Linked DNA regions of Zea mays: region 1 is linked to region 2. The links are chromatin contacts, called in public Hi-C maps. All regions are on one chromosome and are shown on one strand. Each heading gives the region's core, a stretch centred on a gene start, on an enhancer-like site or on the middle of the called end of the contact. The rest is flanking DNA. Distances are from core to core; before and after follow the strand shown. Region 1 holds the start of LOC100194348 (putative oxidoreductase, aldo/keto reductase family protein). Region 2 has its middle 44 kb from the start of LOC100277784.

The links. Hi-C and Micro-C count contacts between places; a contact is called where the count stands out from the background.
Region 1: a contact with region 2 is called in a Hi-C map of tassel, with 2.3 times the contacts expected there. The contact joins the promoter of LOC100194348 here to the enhancer-like site in region 2. A contact is called at or near these places in 3 of 25 Hi-C or Micro-C datasets (leaf and tassel).

What each region holds. Positions count from the first base shown.
Region 1 is chr8:97,362,160-97,366,129 of Zm-B73-REFERENCE-NAM-5.0, reverse strand. It overlaps LOC100194348 (putative oxidoreductase, aldo/keto reductase family protein), which reads right to left and starts at 1,448. Exons shown (of 7, transcript NM_001139383.1): 1 at 1,223-1,448; 2 at 746-796. The coding sequence starts at 1,333.
Region 2 is chr8:97,260,969-97,264,523 of Zm-B73-REFERENCE-NAM-5.0, reverse strand. No RefSeq gene overlaps it. Among protein-coding and RNA genes, the nearest start is that of LOC100277784, 44 kb to the left of the region's middle. Within about 2 kb of position 2,218, at least 17 of the 20 cell types and tissues checked have an H3K27ac peak or open chromatin away from gene starts, as enhancers often do. A contact at or near this core is called in leaf and tassel, where this site is marked.

The DNA.
Region 1 (3,970 bases), core at 199-2,698, 100 kb before region 2:
AGTTGAATATCTGAATTTATGGGAATTAGTAGATGACTTGACCCTACAACACTTGGAAGCTCACTTGTTCAGGGCATTAATTATAGAAGTTTCTCGGAATGTTGGTCCACGGCAGTCAACAAAATGGCAAAATGCCTAAGGAGTTGAAGAAAGATCTTAACCCTTTAGTTAGGGTCTGTTTGGTTCGCTACCTAACTTGCCACACTTTGCCTAACTTTTCTGCTTAAGGTTAGTTCTTCAATTCGAACGACTAAACTTAGGCAAAGTGTGACGCAGTTAGCCATGAACCAAACAGGCTCTTATTCTTGTTTCCTCGAAGATTTGGAAGCATAAGAATGTATGTGTGTTTGAGGGGACTAGTCCTGGTTCTGCTGTGCTGAGGTAGAGGAGAGCAGCTTGTGGTATGGTAATAGCACTCCATAAACTGCTCATCAGATGGTGGTTTTGGGCACTTGGTGGTCGTGTAGTGGCAGTTTTCTTTGTGTGGGGGCGCGTTTGTAAGAATAGAGGTCAGCTCCTCCAATGTGTTTGTTCCCTTTTCTTCCTTAATGAAATGACACCTAGGTCTACTGCGTTGTTTGAGAAAAGAGAACAAAGGCTAAGATAAAATAGCATCATTGTTATAGTAACCAAATAATTAGCATCGAGTCATATTCATTTGAGCTGAAACAATAAGGTGATGATGTTGTAAAACTAAACTAAGTCAACATAATATCAGTTACAAATCATGTTGAGTAACTACTACCTCCTCCTCATTGTTGTATGCTGCTGCACAGTCAATATGCCGATACCCAGCCTGTCATAAAACCAACAACAATTTTAGACTGGGATTTTGGTCGAAAAAAAAATTTTAGACTGGGATCCAAGAGATGCAAACAATCCGATGGCAGACCCATGACTTGAGAACACATTTTGAAACAGGAAAAAAGAATCTTCTACCATATTTAAATTAACATTACGATCCAATGGATCATATGAACACTTCGAGGACAAGCCAAAACAGTTCATTCGTAATGGCTAGCTAGGTTATCTGAGGCAACTGCATAACGGAGATTTCCAATTGCAATAAGACCTTACAATCTACAGGATACATGCAAGCTTCGAAAGAAACCGGTAAATCAGATTGTTAACACATAATACAGGCAAGCTTCGAAAGAAAATTTTCGACTGAAAGGGAAAGCAGGAGGGGATCAGACAGAGCAGAGAAAAAAAAAAAAAAGACCTTGACAGCAGCGTAGATGGCGTCGTTGGCAGCGTCAGGTTGTATTTGCCATACGCCAAGCCCAACCGATGGGATCCTCGAGCCGGTACTGAGAACAAAGGATTCAGCCATCTTTAATCAGGGAAACCCGGGAAGATTGGAGAGAAAGCAGAGAAATAGCTATCGGAGAAGAAGCAAGGTTGGGTGGCAGGGTGGGATTGGGGACTGGGCTTGCTCCACCACCTACTACAACAGCAGCAGCACGTCACCGCATCACTCGCTGGCAAATTAGTTAGGCTGAATACAGACCATACATCACGCTAGCTACCAGTACCAACCACACCTCACGTTATCGACTATCGTCCATCATTATTTACCACAACATTAGTACATCCTCGTTAATTAGAGAGTTTCTTGAGATGTCTCCAAGAAATAGGTAAAAAAAAGACGGACTCTTCGCGAAAAGCCGCTCTCTACACAATCTTATTATATCTATACTGTAGTTATGATTTACAGGCTCTAGATTGTATCATTGCAGTTTCTTACAAGTAATTGTTTCTTGTATATAGAAAACCGAGCCAGAAATCTTTAGATCGTACATGTCCTCGGTGTGTCGTTTTTATTGTCCCTTTATGGCCACGCGACTATGATGCTTCAGTCCTACTCCCTTCGTTTTGTTTTAGTTATTACTGGATAGTGCAAAATTGAATTATCCAGCGACAACTAAAAAGAAATGGTGGAAGTTACTCCTAACAGGCTAACAACGTCGTACTTTATCTCTTCTCCGTCAAGTTCCAAACCTTTCTTTGTATGTGTTGAGTGCTGCCGTCGCTCGTCGTCCTCGGGCCTCGGCAGTCGACCGCATGTATAGGTGTACATTTGGGCCGGGTCTGATGGGCCGGCCCGAAGCACGGAAAAAAAGCACGGCCCAGGCACGGCACGACTCGAAATAATTTAGTGTCGGGCCGGCACGACCCGTTATATCGGGCCGGGTTTGGGCCGAGGTCACGGCACATGGGCGGACACGAGCACGGCCCGTTTAAGGCATGCACGAAATGGTCCAAATAGAGACACGTAAAAGCCCATATATTTATTAAAACACACTTCATTCCACACTTTCATATACTTAATAAAGAACACAAAGCTAGAGATAATGCTAGTTAGATGTTTTTTGTAGCTTTGAATTAGAGTGTGTGATGTAATTTTGCTTTTGTTATGAACATTAGACAATGAACTAAACTTACGAACTTTGTATAGAGCTGGTTATACTCTTTTTCCTTCTAACAAAATAATTTATAAACGAGGTAGTCATTGCATAGCTGTGGTAACTTTAATTAATACAAATATTAAGTTTGATTTTGTTCAAATTTATTTGTCTTATCTTTTATTTGTTTTATTATTTTTTTGAATTTAGGGCTCTAATGTGAATTTCGGGCAAAAAACTGAATTTCGGGCCCTAATGTGAATTTCGGGCCAAAAATTGAATTTCGGGCTTTTATAATTTCGGGCCGCCCGAAATGAGCCCGACACGTTTAAGCAATTACGGGCCGGGCCGTGGGCCAAGGGCTAGGCCCATGGGCCGGCCCGGCACGACCCAAAATTCAAACGGGTCGGACCGACCCGAAATTCAAACAATACGGGCCTTTTCGGGCTTGGGCCGGGCCGGGCCGGGCGGCCCGAATATACACCTATAGCCGCATGCTGGCAAACACCCTGATGCTATTCAAACATGCTCTAATTTTTTTTCTTCTTCGCTTCTTATTTTGATTTGATTTTGCTCAATCGTAATGGTAGTCCGGTAGTCCCGATCCCTAAGCCTAGTTTACTAGTTTAGATACGGAGTAATTTCTCTTACTTAGGACTTGTTTGGTTAGCTCTCAATCCATGTGGATTGAGTGAGATTGGATGTGCTTGAATCCCAAACAAGTCAAACTTCTTCTTAATTTTTTCCAATCTCATCCAATCCATGTGTATTGGAAATAACCGAACAAGCTCTTATATGGTTCGAAAATCAACCCAATCATTTTGTAAAAGAAGGGACGAACCAGAACCGCGGTTATTGAGCAACCTATATCGTTGCTGTTGGTGGTGTCCATGTAGTTGGTATTAATTTACAAAGGCAAGATCAAGATGAAGCTGTGGTTTTTCAGGACATCAAAATTTTAAAGCGAGATCCAGCAAAATGCCCCACAAATTTGGGAGTATCCAAGCAATTAACAAGATGAAGTACGACGGGCATACTTGATTTTAGGTCCAATGCAACCAGAAACTTCAAAGCTAAAGCCATCACGGCCAACATGTCATAATTGGCGTTTTCAATACCATTGGTCCAATCAATTTCGCTCTTGGTTGGTATGTTCAGAGTTTATTGCTTTGTTTGTAGCAAAAAGATAAATAAAAGGAGTGGTTTTGATGTCTCCACAATATAATGTTTTGATAGTTGGATATATGAGAACACTCGTACATTGACTCCTAGAATAGAGATATAGAGACTGAAGTTTAGATAGACTCTTGGAGTATCTCTAATAATATTTTTTTTAACTTATTCAATAAATTCATATTTGGAGAGCCATTCTATCGAAATCACTTGCTATGCTCGTTTGGTAATTTTGAGAGTCTTTGGTAAGGGAAGTAATCAGCTCTAAATTTTAAGAACCAAACTCTATTTTTGTTTATTTTTTAAACTAAAATTAATTAAGGACACAAACGAATCATGAAAAAACATCTGAACCGTGATCTGTTCTCATTTCTAGTCTTTCGGCCGGCGAG
Region 2 (3,555 bases), core at 969-3,468:
ACTTGGAGATTCACTGTCATCCGGGCAAGGCGAACCTGGTTGTGGATGCCTTGAGTCGGAAGGAGCATGTCCATGCAGTTATTGTCGCCCAACTACTTGATGAGTTAGTAGAGGATTTTAGAAGACTCAACCTGGGAATAGTTGCACACACCAAAGGGATCACTATTGAAGTGGAACCTACCTTGGAACAAGAAATACGCAAGGGTCAGATCAGTGATGCTAAAATCCAAGAAATTAAAGATCTGATGGTTGAAGGTAGAGTTACAGACTTCAGGAGGATGAGCAAGGCACAATATGGTTCAAGAACAGGATATGCCTTCCTGAGATTGACGGCCTCCGTGAAACCATACTGAAGGAATCCCATGACTCTGATTACTCTATTCATCTTGGTAGCACTAAGATGTACCAGGATCTGAAACAAAAGTATTGGTGGTATGTGCTAAAAAGATATGTGGCTGAACATGTGGCTATGTGTGATGTATGTCAAAGAATCAAAGCTGAACATCAAAGACTAGTTGGACTGCTACACCCATTAAAAATACCTGAATGGAAGTGGGAAGAAATTGGGATGGATTTCATTACCGGGTTGCCTCGCACCCCGAAGGGTTATGATTCCATATGGGCGATCATAGATAGACTAATCAAAGTGGCTCACTTCATTCCGGTCAAGACCACTTACAAGGGTTCTCAGTTGGCAAAATTGTATATGGCTTGAATTGTGTGTTTACACGGTGTACCAAAGAAGATTGTGTCTGATCGAGGATCTCAATTCACCTCAAGGTTTTGGAAGAGCCTTCATGAGAACATGGATACGAAGTTGAACTTCAGTTTGGCCTATCATCCTCAAACTGATGGCCACACTGAGAGAACTAACTAAGTACTTGAGGATATGTTAAAAGCTTGTGCCCTTAAGCATGGAGGCAGTTGGGACAAGAGTCTACCATATGCTGAGTTCTCTTATAATAATAGTTACCAGACCAGACTGAAGATGTCACCATTTGAAGCATTATATGGCAGAAAGTGCAGAACTCCTCTGTGTTAGGATCAGACTGGTGAAAGGCAGTTCTTTGGGCCTGAGATTATTCAAGAGGCAGAAGAACAAGTTCGTATGATCTAGGAGAACTTGAGGATAGCATAAACACGACAAAAGAGCTATGTTGATAACCAGAGAAGACCACTGGAATTCGAAAAGGGTGACCACATGTATCTCAAGGTGTCACCAATTCGTGGAATGAGAAGATTCAAAGTTAAGGGCAAGCTATCCCCTCGCTTTATTGGACCCTTCAGAATCTTTAGGCGAGTTGGGGAGATATCCTACCAGCTTGAGCTACCAAATCATTTGTCTGATGTACATGATGTATTCCACGTATCTCAACTTAAGAAGTGTCTCTGTGTTCCCGAGGAACAACTACCAATGGAAGAACTTAGTGTTCAAGGTGATCTAACTTACACAGAGTATCCTATCAAGATCATTGACACTTTGACTCGGGTTACAAGGAATGAAGTGATCAAAATGTGCAAAGTGCAATGAAGTCACCACTATGAAGATGAGGCTACTTGGGAGACAGAAGAAGAGCTCCAAATAAAATTTCCCCACCTCTTCTCTAGTTCTTCCTAATCTCGAGGTCGAGATTCTTTTTAAGGGGGGTTGGATTTGTAATAACCAATTTGTAAATCATAAGAAAGGAGTGGATTTCTCTTATATGTTTTGCCCTCTATTTATTAGCACATGTGAACACCCACATTTAAAAGTGAATAATTAACAAGTGACACATGAATAACTTGTGCATCATGTTGGAGTTATTTGGTTGTGCATTTAATAATGATAATAATCATAGTGATAGAAATAAATTAATATCCAAATTGGGATTTAATACCTAATTTGAAAATTTAGAAATGGGAAATAACAAAGAAAAGAGGAGAAAGAAAATACTATATAAATAAAAATAAATATATAAATATATACAACTTACACTGGGATTTGAATTTGTGCAATTAACCCAAATGTGAGACTCACAATCAAATTTGAACTCAAAATTTGAATTTAAACAATAAAGGGAAAACAAACCAGGAAAAATAAAAAGAGTAAGGAAAAACATACCCGGGCCTTACCTGGAAGTCGGCCCATCTTCGCTGTGGCGCGCTCGGCCCAACTGGGCGCCACGCCGCGCTGACATGCGGAGCCCTGCGGTCAGCCAGACATAGTCGCGAGTGCGAGCTCGTCCTTCCTATCGGTCGTGCTCCCGGATGCCAGGTGGGGCCACCTTGGCAGGATCCTCCCTCGCGCTATCGTGGGCGTGGCGCGAAGCCGGATTCCGCGCCGATCTCCGTGCGAGTAACGCGGACTCCTCAACCGAACTCCCTTGGGATCATAAAGCCATGCGCTGGGGGCTTAGTTTCGTCCCCTTTTCCCCCAGCAACCCTAATCGCCGCTACCAAATTGGAGGAATTATGGGCGTAAGGGACATTCCTCAGTTCGTTCCGCGCAGCCGGTAACATCTCGGTCTACGCCGATGTTCCGGCGAGGGAGAGCTGTGCCATTGCTTTACCATCTCACGGGGGAGTTGCATGTAGCCAATTCGAGTGGAATCCCGACCTACCCCCATCGGAATTTCTCGTTGGTCGACGAGGAAGGCACTGCTCCGCGCGTCATCACGAACTACTTCCCCTCCATTGGTGTTTCGGGTGAGACTTCCCCACTGGTTTCGCTTTTACCCCCCGCATCTCGTTGGCTCTGTTGGCTGCGGGGTTTAGGGCTCGGGGTGGCCAGTTCATAGCTCACCGACGGGAGCTCCGCTGTGGAGCTCATTCCCGCCGCCCTGCTCCGGCCTGGGTGTGGGCACACATGCTCGAATCGTTGGAAAAGACAATTGTATAGACAACTAAGTATGCTCGAATTGTATAGACAATCGTTGGAAAAGACAATTGTAAAGACAATTGAAAAGACAAGTGTCGAGTTCAGCTCTATTAAAATCAACTAAGTATAGCTGACCCTCTAACACTCCCTTAAATGCTACTGAATCATCACTTCTTCTAAAGACAGTAACACCTATATCCGTAAAAAGACAATTGTAGCCCATTTTGCATAATTGAAAAACTGAAAGCAAGTTATAATCTAAAGAGTCTACAAGAAAAACATTGGAAATAGAGTGGTCAGGAGATATAGCAATTTTACCAAGTCCTTTGACCAAACCTTGATTTCCATCCCCGAATGTGATAGCTCTTTGGGGATCATGGTTTTTCTCATAGGAGGAGAACATCCTTTTCTCCCCAGTCATGTGGTTTGTGCACCCGCTATCAATTATCTAACTTGAGCCCCCGAATGCATAAACCTACAAAACAAGTTTAGGCCTTGTTCTTAGGTACCCAAACGGTCTTGGGTCCTTTCACATTAGAAACAAGCACCTTGGTTACCCAAACACAAGTCTTTGAGCCCTTGTGTTTGGCCCCAACATATTTGGCAACTGATTTGCCTGATTTGTTAGTTAAAACATATGAAGCATCAAAAATATTAAATGAAATGTTATGATCATTTGATGCAATAGGAGATTTCTT